2 separate regions of the Mus musculus genome follow, and region 1 is linked to region 2. Evidence: chromatin contacts called from public HiChIP or PLAC-seq data. All regions are on one chromosome and are shown on one strand. The core of a region is the stretch at or near the end of the contact, and the rest is flanking DNA. Distances in the headings are between cores, read along the strand shown.

Evidence for each region. HiChIP or PLAC-seq counts read pairs in DNA pulled down with a chosen protein or histone mark.
Region 1: a FOXA1 HiChIP or PLAC-seq map of pancreatic cancer cells shows a contact between it and region 2. The contact joins two enhancer-like sites.

Annotation. Positions count from the first base shown.
Region 1 is chr2:31,021,957-31,029,003 of GRCm38.p6, forward strand. Fnbp1 (formin binding protein 1) reads right to left here. Exons shown (of 17, transcript NM_001177648.1): 17 at 4,250-6,927. The coding sequence ends at 6,920. It overlaps Usp20 (ubiquitin specific peptidase 20), which reads left to right. Exons shown (of 25, transcript NM_028846.5): 25 at 1-699. Among named protein-coding and RNA genes, the nearest start is that of Gm39786, 29 kb to the left of the region's middle. Within about 2 kb of position 4,950, at least 57 of the 459 cell types and tissues checked have an H3K27ac peak or open chromatin away from gene starts, as enhancers often do. A contact at or near this core is called in pancreatic cancer cells, where this site is marked.
Region 2 is chr2:30,443,299-30,449,530 of GRCm38.p6, forward strand. Ptpa (protein phosphatase 2 protein activator) reads left to right here. Exons shown (of 10, transcript NM_138748.5): 9 at 1-99; 10 at 3,079-4,509. The coding sequence ends at 3,156. Among named protein-coding and RNA genes, the nearest start is that of Ier5l, 28 kb to the right of the region's middle. Within about 2 kb of position 2,298, at least 133 of the 459 cell types and tissues checked have an H3K27ac peak or open chromatin away from gene starts, as enhancers often do. A contact at or near this core is called in pancreatic cancer cells, where this site is marked.

The DNA of each region.
Region 1 (7,047 bases), core at 3,700-6,199, 580 kb after region 2:
CCTATATCATGATGGAGACCCCTGCTGCCCGTGTTTGTTCTGTTGACTATTGTAGTGGGACAGAGAAAGGGCAAGCTTTGCTTTAGAGGGTAGAGGACCTGCCACCTTGTCCTGCTGAGACCACTGGCAGACCAACTGTCATTTGCTCTGTGAAGAGGCTCCTAAGACCCTGGGGGAGGGAAAACAGATACCTCATGCACTGGCCCACTGTCTGACGCTCCTTCATCCTCTGTGCGGTCTGGAGTGAGCCTGGTCCCCTAGCCACCCCCTAGCCTTGGTGTCTTGAGCCAATTCTGAGATGTGGTCTGTGTCCTGGACCTGCTGAGCCTAGAGAGATTGTCCTATGTATGTCTGAGATCCTGGAGAAACCTAACCGAACTTCCAGGGCAGGGTGTTCAAAGCTAAGTCTGGAGTGGTGAGGGGGGGATCCTGGGACCAAGAGGGCTCCAGTGGCCACCTGTCTCTTCAGAAGTGGGTACCAGCAGCTCATCCCCAAAGGCCTGGGTGTTCAGTGTCCCACTGTGGTGGGTGGCAAGTGGGTCCATGGCCGGCTGCTGCTGGGACGTGCCCTGTTGGCTGCCATCTTTTGAAGTCTCTGTTGTAGAGCCCTTAGCTCATTGCACTACTGTGACGCAGTCTGGTTTGTGTTCAGAATGTCACAATAAATACTTGTTCCTCTCCTGCCCCTAGCTTGTACTGTGACACTGTGGCGTCTGCCTTCAGTGGTGATGAACACAGCCAGAGACCCTGTGGAAGCTTCTGGCAAGAGCTGGTGGAACACTTGAAATACCAACTGTATCTTTACCCCACCAACCCACCAACCACACAGAGGGCCCAGCAGGGATGTGTTAGTGGCCAGCACATCCCACATATTGGCTTCCCAACTCCAGTCCCATCTATATTTGCTTTCTGGGGGAAGAAGAATTAGAGTTTGTATCACTTTAAAAGCATTCAGTTAGGGACTTGGGGTGTAACTCAGTGGTCAAGCCTGTTATGGGTCCCACGTTTAATCAGTTCTGTGTGGGAGAGTTGACTGTGGCCATTGATGTCCCGCCATACTGAAGGGCTTAGGAGCACAGAATAGAAACCAAGGTTAAAACCTTCCCAAAGCCAGAAGCAATGATGATCTCTAGACCAGCGTTGGCAAGGCAGAGGGAGGAGGGTCAGGAGTTCAAGATCAGCTACATAGTGGGCTGGAGGCTAGCCTGGGCTATAGACTTCATCTCAAAACAAACAAAAAGTCCACTAAACAAAAAGTCACCTTTAGAACTGGGAATATGCCTCTGTTGATAGAGAATCCATCTATCTGATATGCATGGATTCAGTCCCCACCACTTAATCCAGGACTGGTGGAACCGGCTTGAGTTAGAAACTACAGGAGGAGGCAGAAGGGTCAACCTTGGCCACCTGATGAAACGAGGAGGCCGGTCTAGACTACACGAGTCCCTGTGCCCCACCTCTGTTTACATGTAACAAGTTACTACCTGTGGGGGGCTTCCCAAGGTGAAATTCTGTCTGGAGTTATTTCAGGGGCTTGGTAACTGTGGGAAAATGAGCAAGCTAGAAATGACCCTGATTTGCCTCAACATATACCTGTAGTTTTCTTGAAATAAATACTCAGCTCTTAAGATGCTCTGGTGAACCTATCTAGCAACTCAACTAGTCGGTAGCTATTTACCCAAGCTGAGACACAGAAGAAGTTCCTGGGGCCTGGGAGGTGGGACCAGTTTCCAGCCCTACGGCAGGTTCTTTGAGGAGGAGTCTGGGAAGGACGGTGCCTCTCTGTGGAAGCAGGTGACCATCCATCACTGCAGAGCAGGTGGCTGGCCCTTGGGGACCCATGCAATTTCTAATTGTCTACGGTTCTGTCCACAAAGTTGCATGGACTGCAAGCGCGTACTTTCTGTCCATGTTCTGCTTTAGATCCAAGGCAAAGACAACCATCCTGAGTCTACCTAATTCTGAGCCAGAAATCAGTAGAATTTTAGCATCAGGCTTCCTCTCTCTCCGGGACCAGGAGAATGGAGCAGAGAAAATTGGTATAGATGCACCAGTACCAACCTGGACCCTGAAAATAGAGCAGCTAACCTTGAGGTCCTCACATGGAGAGGTGTGTGTGTGTGTGTGTGTGTGTGTGTGTGTGTGTGTGTGTGTGTGAGGCCGCACAGACTGGTGCTGTCCCTTTCTGGGGCACTGTCCAGCAGGACACTGCAGGACTGGAAATATCCTTCCTGCCTGCCTGGTTCTAAGGACAAAGGCAGTTTGTCCCTAGTTGATGTCACTAAAAACCAACTGGACAGGGACGAGTATGTTCCAGATGGAGTCTAATGGGTACCTTATATGACACCGAGGGGCTACTGGGCGCTGGTTGGTTGTCTTCCCATATTTGGACACCAGAGGGAAGGACTGCAGGGACTAGGGAAATGAGGATTCTTTTTGAGTGATGGGCAGAGTCAGGAGACATCTATCCCTCCAAGCTTAGTCTACCTTTTAATTTTTTTGCAGAAACAGGGTTCTGCTATGTAGCCCAGGCTGGCCTGGAACTCCTGAAAACCCAGGTTACAGCTGCCACATTCACTGCCCAGCCACCACCTACTTTCTCAGAACACAGTGCTCATGTTTGATAGCAGCAATTTGAGAGTCCTTTCTTTTGATTCTCTGATTTGGGAGCCACAAAGACTCTGCTGCCTCCATCCCCTGAGCCATTCTACTGCCCAGCAGCAGCAGTTAAGAGTGTGACTTGGGGTCTCACAAAGCTGATACTGGAGGGGAAGAGGGGAGATGAGGGATTTCCCAGCCCCTTAGGCTTCCTCCATAGTCACTTAGGGATGCTACTTCAGTTCTGCTTTCTTCCACTAGGGGTCGACATTCTCTCACCAAGGCGCCTGGGGCCTGGGTGTGGCCAGGGCAAGGGGGCGCTGAGGGTGCCTGGGCCAGTTGGTATTTCCAGAATATTTGGAGCTGGTATTTGGAGAAACCCAGCCCAAGAGCATGTGACTGTTCTGATCTTGTGAATTAAGAACGTCTCTGCAACCCCAGTACCAGGATAGCAATTACAGCCCACTCCCTGGTTTGGAGCCATGTCACCTGCTTTGTTAAGAGTGTCAGAGCCAAAGAGATACCTGGTTCAGATCTAAAGTCCTTTCTGAAGGAACAACCAAGTCTTCAAAGAACATTCTGGAAATGGCTTTCCAAAATTAATCTTTTGCTAGCAACAGTCACCTGGTACTCTCCAGCACATTGTCCCTATGATGAATGGTAATTTATTAGCCCAGACCAGCCTTGAACTGGCCCTGGCCCTCCTGTGTCTACCTCCTGAGTATTACAGTCTTTCAAAGCCAGCTGTGGGACCTTGCTCTCCAACAGGCAAGCCAGTGGGTATCAGGCATGTGCCACCCACCCGCTTTAAGACAGGGTCTGACTATGTAGTCCTAGCTGGCCTGAAACTCACCATGTAGTCACGCTGGCCTGGAATTCACAGAGATCCTCCTGTCTCTGCCTTCTGAGTGCTGAAATTGAGGGTGTGTGCCAACACTCCAGGCCTGCATGTGGTCCTTTAGACTCAAAGAGTGCTGACCTGGTTTACAGATCTAGCCTAGTCATCGGGAAGAGGGGCATAAGTGGACCGTGACCATGTCCTCCTTGCTTAAACTCCCCCCACACACATTGGCATCCCTGAGGGCAGAGGCCAACCAGCTGGAGGAGGAGGGGCAAAAAAGGAAATGCTCACTTGCCAAGGAGTCACCCCCATCAGAACTACTTCCCCCACATGCCTGCCATTCCTGGACACAATGTGTCACTGTGATAGGACGTGGAAGTGACATTTATAGATGAGGAGGTCCCTAGCCTTTCCCTGGGTACAGTGACTCCTCTTGAGTTTACATAGTGATAGAGAAGACCAGAGGCCAGCCATCAGCCTTGGGAGCTTCTGTGACTAGAATCCTTCCCTCCCTGAGTGTGTATGTGTGTGTGTGCAATTTTTTATGGGTGTGTTTCATCAACTTACACATATAGGAGACCAGATCACTATCATTGGGTATTGCTCTCTGTCACTTTCTTAAGTTGTTTGAGGCAGGTCACACTGTGTAACCTTGGGTGTCCTGGCTGTCCTTGAACTCACAGAACTCTACCTGCTTCTGCCACCCCCTAGTGTTGAGGGTTCAGGCAGGCGCCTGCTGTGCTCAGCTTTTTACCCACTAAGCCATCTCCCCAGGCCCAGCGTCATTTCTTCATACAACAGAGAACCAGGTACACTAGAAGTTATACTTTATTTAACATTGAAAGGACTAACATTTAATTACATGGGTAAGAGTGCTCTCTACTGAAAGCACTTTGTTTGGTTTTAATTCCACCTCCAGAGTCACAGGCAAGACCAAGACCTGACAGCTCTGAGGGCCTTCCCAACAGTGCCCTGCCCTCAAGGCTTAGAATTAGCACGCACACACACACACACACACACACACACACACGCACACACACACACACACACATACAGAGGCACACACACACATACACGAACTTGCACACGCATGATTTAAAAGGTGCTTGATGTCAGGTTAAAAGAGAAGTTGGGGCCAGTATTAGAGACATTTTGGATGTTATACAGACACAAAATCAAAAGGAATCACAAAACGGCAATTTCTGGGAAAAATACTGGCAGGAACGGAACTTTTTTTTTTTAACTTCATGTGGACATTCTACGTTCACTACAGATGCCACCAGAAGGCATTAATGGCCTCCCTGTGTGTTGTTTGGGCTGGGGCCCTGGATAAGCATGCTCAGCCTAGAGGGAGGGGCCATTGCAGCTTCACGTCCTGCATAGAAAAAAAAAAAGCGGTAAATGTCACGTTCCTTTTATTTCCATCTCTAAGTCATCTGCAGGGCAGGTTCTTTTACAGTGAGTCATTCTTGTCTCAGCACACTAGCAGCTAGGGGTGACAGGCAGTGGGTCCTGGGGACAGGGAGTGTAGAGCTTCTGGGGAAATCCTGCATTCCCTTCCCCCCAGAGCCAGTACAGTTCCACAGGATGTCCACGGCAGACCGACTTTCTCAGAGAACGGCCTGAAGACGCTCATCCACCATCCTTTCTGGATGTAAGGTAGTACAGGAAATTAAAAAAGAAGTGAGGGGACACAGGGACAGGCGCAGGCTTTAAAGGTCATCTGAAGAAGACTGGCAGCCTCTCCATTTTACCTTTGTGGCAAGTCTTTCCTTGTCCTTCATGCATTAATGAGATCTGTGAACAGACCCATAAAAAACACTCTGGAGGGGGCTGTGGTCAGCCCAACTTGCTGAAAGTCAGAGGTTCTGGAGTTAGATGCCTGGTAACCTGCTGGAGCGAAACTGCCTGGGCCACAGGTCAGACTAACTGTGTCAGCGCTGAGACCCTGACTCTTAGGTACCAGACTTCCATACTGTCCCCTAGGTCTTCCTCATGTGAGTCCTGAACAGCCTCACAGGGGTCCCAGAGGGCAGAGGGCAGTGTGCCGGGCTTGGCCTTACGGGGAGGAGGCGGGGCCAAGAAAGCCTGAAGCTAATCCTTGCTTGCTCTTGAAACCCAAAGCCAGGCCCACCTTGTCAGCTGCTCCCCCACCTTGGTACCCTCCCCTCTGCTCTGAGGTGGTACCTCACAAAATGTCTGTAATACTGGCCCCAATGCATGGATGTCAGCACTTCCACAAACCGTGGACAAAGCACAGGCCCAACCCTGAGGACCTGCCCTCTCTGTCCCTGTCTCTGGTTTTGTAAGACTTCCCTGTCTTTCATCCTCTGACTTGATGCTAAGCTACCAACTGCCCAGAGGGAGACGCCAACCTCCTCAAGCTCATACTTGTGGGGCACCCTTCACAGGGGCTTGTGGCCAAAGCCTTGAGTACTTCTGTACCAGGAAAGGAGAGAGTGGCTCAAAGGTGCGAAGGACCACCTCGGTACTCCCCCAAGCTCCACCACTCTAGGAGGGCAACAGCTTCAAAAGCGAGCTCCATCCATTCTCTGGGGCTTCTGGAGAACAGGATCCGATGAAGAAGCAGTGGCCAGAGCCATTGGAGGGACTACAAGAGGCACAAGGTCTTTGGTGGGAACAGAGGAGAGTCCTCAAATGCTACTTATGGGACTCCGCAGGCCCGCCTTACAGTAACTAGTGTGGCTGTGAGGCCCTCCATCACAGGGTACCACAAACAGGTAGGCAGCGCTCATAGAAGGTAGACACAGACAAGACAGCGGGGCTGGCCCACAAGCTGGATTTGGGACTCCAATATGAATTAGGGCCATGTAGATGGTTTATAACAAGAGTGGGGGTGAATGGGGGCTGGGTGCCCCAGTCCTACTCTAGATCCCCTGGAATGGAGTGTGGAAGGTAACAGTGCTGGATGACAGGGAAGGCCTGAGGCAGCAGCCTCTGGACATGAAGGACACATCTGACGATGAGTCCCAAGAGACGCATGGATGACAGCTGGGTGCTCAGTCCACCTGATGCACAACTGGCCCTCCTTGTCAGAATTTTGTTAGTCACCAGGAAACCAGGGGTGACAGTTGACAAAGGCACAGTGTGAGATGTGCAAGGAGTGGCCAGGCGATGAGCAGGTGGACTGGGAGCCCGGAAGGAGCAGGGACACAGGGCACATGCCCAGCTGTCTTGGTGGCCTGGGTGGGAAGGGAGCAGAGTAAAGTGGACAGCCCCCGTGGGGGGCTGCAGGAGAGAAACACCCGTGCCGTACACAGGCAGAGGGACTGGCGGAGCCACAGGAACATGCTGTGAAGGAGAAGGGGAGGCAGGATATGGGGACCCAGCCTGCAGGTGGGCTGGAGGCTGCCCAGCCAGCCTGAGTGGTGCTGGAGGCCTGTGGGGACAAGCGGGCTGGACGATGATGGCTCCCTCCCGGGAGGCTCTCGGGGGACTCTGGCCATGTGCACCACGCCTTTAGGAACCTGCGGCACAAAAAGAAAGAAGAGAAAACCCTGAGTTAGGAAAAGCAGCAGGTGAGAGAGAGGCAGGCGGTTTGCCGCTGGCAAACTGCTTGCCTTGTGGAGAAGGGAGGGGCTTAAGTA
Region 2 (6,232 bases), core at 1,048-3,547:
GGCCCCTTTGCGGAACACTCCAACCAGCTGTGGAACATCAGTGCTGTCCCCTCCTGGTCTAAAGTGAACCAGGGCCTCATTCGAATGTATAAGGCAGAGGTGAGTGGGGGCTGGCCATCCTGCCTGCCCCTGATGGCGCTTGGTCCTGAGGGTGAGCTCATGACTTCTGATTCTTCATCACATTGTTTGCTCGGGCTCTGAGGCCAGCTGTCTGAAACTTGGGGACCTCAGAACCTGATGGATGGGCAGAGGCCCAGCTGATTTCTTCATAGCTTAGGGATTAAAACAGCCTAAGCTGCTGGAGAGGTTAGGGGCTCTCTTTGTACCTGTCAAATGGCCTGAGGCCTCTCAATAGCTTTAGTGTTTCCCAAAGTGACTAGGACATCAAGCATGGGAAATGGAGTAGGTGGTCTTTTCTGCTTCCAGCTCACGACTCTGCTGCTGGGAAGGACCTTGGGCTGGGTCCCCCTGCTGTAAGGTGCCTGCTTTCCTAGGGCGTCCCGTACTCTCCACAGAAAGAGGGAGAACATCTTTCTACCTGGCCCCTCCAGTATCTGAAGCTACTTGACTGGCCTTTTTGTGCAGTGCCTCTTGGGCCATGAGACCCAAACATGTCTCCCCCCACCCCAGCCCACCCCACCTCCCACCCCAGCGCTGGTACTCACAACCTCAGTGTTGCCCTGGAGCAGCCCCTCTCTGATTCTTGACCATTATCCCATCTCTTATGAGAGCCCAGAGCTCACCCCATCTATCATCAGAGGAGGGACACCGAGGAAGGGTCAGCTGGCTTTGGTAGTAAAGATGCTTCCCACTGGCCTCGAAGGGGTTAATAGAACATGGTCTGCCAAGCTTGGGCTTGGGCCTGGCCAGCTTTTTCTGTTCTTTCCTGGATCCTCTTTCTCTAGACTTCACATCCTGTGTTTAGGCTTCAGCCCACATCCCTCTCTCATCTGGGGGGCCATTCCAGACCTCTTCCTGCTCTGCAGGCCAGCTCTAGTGCCCCGGCGTTCCCTTGGTCCTGTCTCCTCGGCCTTACTTCTGGTTTCTAGCAGGAAACACAGGGAAGACTGTCCTGCTGCTGGAATGTCAGCATGGAGGTATATGTCACCCCATGTCTCCAAACCTGGATTGATTCAGCCTTCTAAGAGGAAGGCCAGCTACCCTGCCCCCCACCCACCCCTGACCCTGTCCCCCTTTCAGAGGCAGAAGCTCTGCAGGCTGAGGGAGGAGCAGATAAGGTACAAGATGGTGGTGTTACAACACACAGGCCTTGGAAGCCACCACCTAAACCTTAAGTCCTAAATGCTAGGTGTCCCTGCAGTTATTGACTGACAGGATGTGTTGTGTGACTAAAGACTGGACAGGTGCATCTCACTGGGTGTATGCAGTAAGTGGGAGCTGACCCTCCCCTTGCCAGGATGGATTTGTAGGGTAATTCTGCAACTTGTTGACAGGCATGAGCATGAGGCTTTGTAGCACCTAGTTCTTTTTTGTTTTGTTTTTGGAGACAGGGTTTCTCTGTATAACCCTGGCTGTCCTGGAACTCACTTTGTAGACCAGGCTGTCCTCGAACTCAGAAATCTACCTGCTTCTGCCTCCGGAGTGCTGGGATTAAAGGCGTGCGCCACCACCTCTAGGTGGTATACCCAGTTCATACTGGTGCTCTTAAGCTCTAGTCCCTGGGAATAGGGCCCAGGAGAGGCCCAGTGCTCCATCCGCTGGGAAGACCCCTGAGCTGCCAATAGGGGTCTGCTCAGGCCTGGCATTAAGCAGCCTCAGGATATGCAATTAGCTGTCAAGTTCCCTGACCTGATTTTTTGAAGAGAAGTATCAGGGGCTTTCTGGGCCTTGTATGATGGGGCTATTTCTATAAGGAAGGCTATCACCGTATCTGGACTTATTTTCTCCAACTACCCAGCCTGGACTCTGCTGGGCCAGGAGGTGCCACGTTTCTAAAGCCCAGGTTCAGTTGCTGGGCAGAATTGCTGGGAGCAAAGCCCCCTTAGGTGCTTCAGCTGCCCTGGGGCCTTGGACTTCCTCCACCCCACACGCCCCCCCCAGCAGCTTCTTACCAACTTTGCTCCTGCTGGCCCTGTGGGCCCTTCCCCCACTTGCCTTTCTGGCTTTTCTTCTGGGAGAGCCTAAAGCAGGTTGACCTTTGACCCTTTCTGGAATTCAGGGGGGTGGGGGGGCCTTCCAAACTCCCACCGCTTCCTGATGACATAAGCACTGTGGCAGCTGCCTTGCCTCAGGCCTGGACATGCTGCTCCTCCCTCCCCCAGGACAGACTGCACCTCCTTCTTCATGCTTGCTTTGCTGAGGCCTAGCTCTAAGCTAGAGCTCAGTCTCTGTGGTCTACTTGCTCCTCTGTGTGCCCCTCCCACTTCTGAAGCTGCTGTCTGGGGTAAGGGAAGGTGAGCCACCAGGTTCGTCCTTTGACACAGCTAGAGCTAGGCTCTCACCTCAATAGCCTACAGGTCACCTCAATAGCCTACACCCCCGGCTTGTTTAGGAGGAGGCCAGGCCAGCCTCACATTCTGCCTGGAGCTACTGCCTGGGAGACAGAGCAAGCCAGTAACAGGCAAAGCTAGAGCCTGTGGGCCTGGGCTCAGGGAGCCACGAGCCACGAGCTCCATAGAGGCTGCTGCCAAGGTAGGGCAGGAGTGTCAGCCCACTCCTGTTGTCTCACTCTGAAGAGTCAAGATGTCTTTGAGGCCAAAGACTACAGAAAGTAGGCCCTAGCCTCTTCTCAGTTGTGTTCAGATGTCCCTATACTGCTAGGGTCAGGATTCGGGTGGGGGTGGGGGGACCTTTGTCATTTCTTATGGCTCATCCCTTCTGGGTCAAGTGATGTCTCTTAGCTGCCTGTCTTGGCTTCTGCTGAGTATGGGTGCCTTTGAGTGGGAGGTGGGGATGAGGTGAACGAGATCACCTTCCTCCTAGGCCGGGGGCTGCTCTCCAGCACAGGTGGATTCCCGTGGAGGTGGCTGCAGTTGGAAACCTCATGTTTGTCTGGGTTACTGGGGATGCAGGAGGCGAGACAGGCCTCACCTCCCTGGTTTTCCCCTCCTTTCTCAGTGCCTGGAGAAGTTCCCTGTGATCCAGCACTTCAAGTTCGGGAGCCTGCTGCCCATCCATCCCGTCACATCAGGCTAGGAGAGGCTGAACTACCAGAGCCACCCTGGCCAGGTTCCTGTGCTCTCTGTGACCCAGCACCCCTCCCGCCCACCTTCTGTTCTTTCTGTTTGATGAGAGGCTGTTTACTGAGATGGGTGCTAAGCAGGGCCTGAGTTGGGGGAATTGACCACAGTGTGCCCAGTTTTTGACTGTCCTCCGTCTGGTGGCCGAGTAAGAAGAGAGGGGCCTGGACGTGGTCCCCGGCCCTGCCCATCCCTGTGCTCCTGCTTCCTCCCACGGTCAGGCCCATGTGGAGGAGACAAGGACACCCTGCTCTTGTCATTGCTCCCCCTTTCCTCCCCATGATGTAATGGTTCCCTCATTAAGAGCAGGAGTTCCGTGCCTCCAGGGCCGGCTGGTGGGTTCCCCGCTAGCTGTGTTCCACTGGGTATCTGCTATGGAGCTGAAGGGTGAGGCTGTCATCAGCTGTTGGGAGGGCTGGGGTTGGGGGAGGTTGGTTTGTAGGGGCCATGGATGATGAGGCTGGTCTTCTCAAGGTACCATCCTAGGCCCTGGGGGACCTGTGTCCATCCTCATGCTGGCTTTGTTCCCTGGCCCTTGGCTTTGCTAGGTTTCCTGACTGTTAACATAACACTCCCCTTCCTGGGGATAGCCTAGCTATGGAAGCTGCCCTGGGCTCCTGGGAAAGCCCATTGCTTGGGTGAGATCTGACTTTCCAGAGCTGTCAAGCAGGGAGAGGAAGAGACTCCGGGAGGCAGTAGGACTGTTGTGTCTGTGGAGAACCTAGTTTTCTCCAGTCAGTCTCAGGCCTGCTGATTCTGCTGCCTCTGCCTGCTGAGTGTCTGAAGCTTCCCCCGAGGCCTTGGCTTGCTGCTCCGCTCCCTTGGGTCGGTTTGTGGCTCGTGTGGGAGAGCAAAGAAGGTAGCAGCCCCCTCCTCCCACTTCCCTCTGTGAGATGAGGGAAGTGCTGGCCTGGGCCTAGGCATAGACTCAGAATGGGTAGGGCTGCTAAGGGGACCTAGCCACAGTCACCAGTTTTCTCTCAGCGTGTGGCTGAACTGGAACCTGCAGGCTTTCCTGTCCCACTTGGGCCTGCCCTTCTTCACTGCCCATCCTGTGTTTGTGCCCGCTTAGCTTTGTGGAGTGGACACTGAGAAGCACAACTCAGGGGCTTGGCCAGGAATTAACTATGGTCTGGGCAGAGCGGGGATTGAAGTCATCAGAGTCACAGGCAGTTCCCCAGGAAAAGCCCAGTGCCAGCTTCCTTCCAGGGCCAGGCCACTGCCTTCCTGGCTCCCTTCCCTGTCCCTGCGTCCCCAGCCCTGCGCCTTCCTTGCTATTTGGATTAAAGCCTCTGTTTTACACCTGTCCCCTGTGTGAGACATCTTTTCCTGACATGTCTGAGTGACTGTTCCTCAGCAGGTGGTTTTGTTCCTCAGGAGGGTGGTTTGTAGGGGCCATGGATGATGAGGCTGGTCTTCTCAAGGTACCATCCTAGGCCCTGGGGGACCTGTGTCCATCTTCATGCTGGCTTTGTTCCCTGGCCCTTGGCTTTGCTAGGTTTCCTGACTGTTAACATAACACTCCCCTTCCTGGGGATAGCCTAGCTATGAAAGCTGCCCTGGGCTCCTGGGAAAGCCCATTACCAGTTGACTTTCTGGGGATGGGATATGTGACAATGACTAAAGCAGGCAAGAGGGTTCAAATCCCAGCCATCCCCCTGGCTCACTCCTAATGGCAAGTTTGTGGGTAGGTTTCTGAGCTACTCTGGACCCCACCCAGCACCCTCATCTAGAAAATGGGTATAATCACAAGTGGCACTGGTAACCCTGAGTCTAGACCTGGTTCAGAACACATGCTGTGTTGTCACTGTGATGTGTATGTGTCTCCTGAACCTGCTGGGCACAGGTCCTAGGACCTGGCACAGGCTGAACAAGAACCAGATGTCAGCCTTCTACAGCTGCTCTGCACTCCTGCCGGCCCAAAGACGAGGCTCACATTGAACCTTACATCTGCCCTTGTTAGAAGTAGCCCTCTTTGTCCTTAGCCCACCTTCTGGTCTGTTATGCTAGGGCTGAGTACAGCTGGGCAGTGACTCCCTAGACACCAGGCGAGCCTATGAGTGGGAGCCTTTCTGCTGTCCTGGAGACTTTGCACAAAGGCAGGAAGAGGAGCCGCAGCTCGGTCACTTTGCTACATCCTTGGTTGCCCAAAGCCGTGTCTCCAGTGTCCACCACACTTGAATTCAAACCCAAGGCCAGCTGCTTACAATGGAGGAAATCCATGATGGCTGATTTTACCTCTCTGAGCTCCAGTTTCTTTATCTGAAAAACGGGCATCATAATGCACTGTGGTTTATTTAGCATGGTGGATCTCAGCCTTCCAAATGCTGGAATCCTTTCCAAGCATAAAGGATTTTTTTGTTTGTTTGTTTTGTTTTTTGGGTTTTTTTGTTTGGTTTGTTTTTTGTTTTTTTGTTTGTTTGTTTGTTTGTTTGTTTGTTTTTGAGACAGGGTTTCTCTGTATAGCCCTGGCTGTCCTGGAACTCACTCTGTAGACCAGGTTGGCCTCCAACTCAGAAATCCGCCTGCCTCTGCTTCCCGAGTGCTAGGATTAAAGGTGTGCGTCACCATGCCCGGCTGATAGTTATTTTTGTTGCTACTTCATAACTGTGATTTTGCTGTTATGATTTGTAATATCTATGTTTTCCTGTGGTCTTAGGTGACCCTGTGAAAGTGTCCTTTAGGCCCCAAAGGGTTGTGACCCCCTAGATTGAGAATCAGTGTTCTAGAGGCTTAGTCATTTCACAGGCTGTAGCTGTGTATTTGTGACCACAGCATACTAGAAAGGACAGTATCTAGTGGATTGTAATTAAGAAATTAATGGGGGAGGGCTGCCTTTTGAGTTACACATAGGCATGTCCAAAGTTTTGATACTATATTTTAGTTGGGGTTTTACACTGTGAAGAGACGCCATGACCACAGCAAGTCTTATAAGGAAACACTTAATTGGTGCTGGCTTCCAGGTTCAGAGCTTTCGTGCTTTATCATCATGGCAGGAAGCATGGCAGTGTGCAGGCAGACCTGGTGCTGGA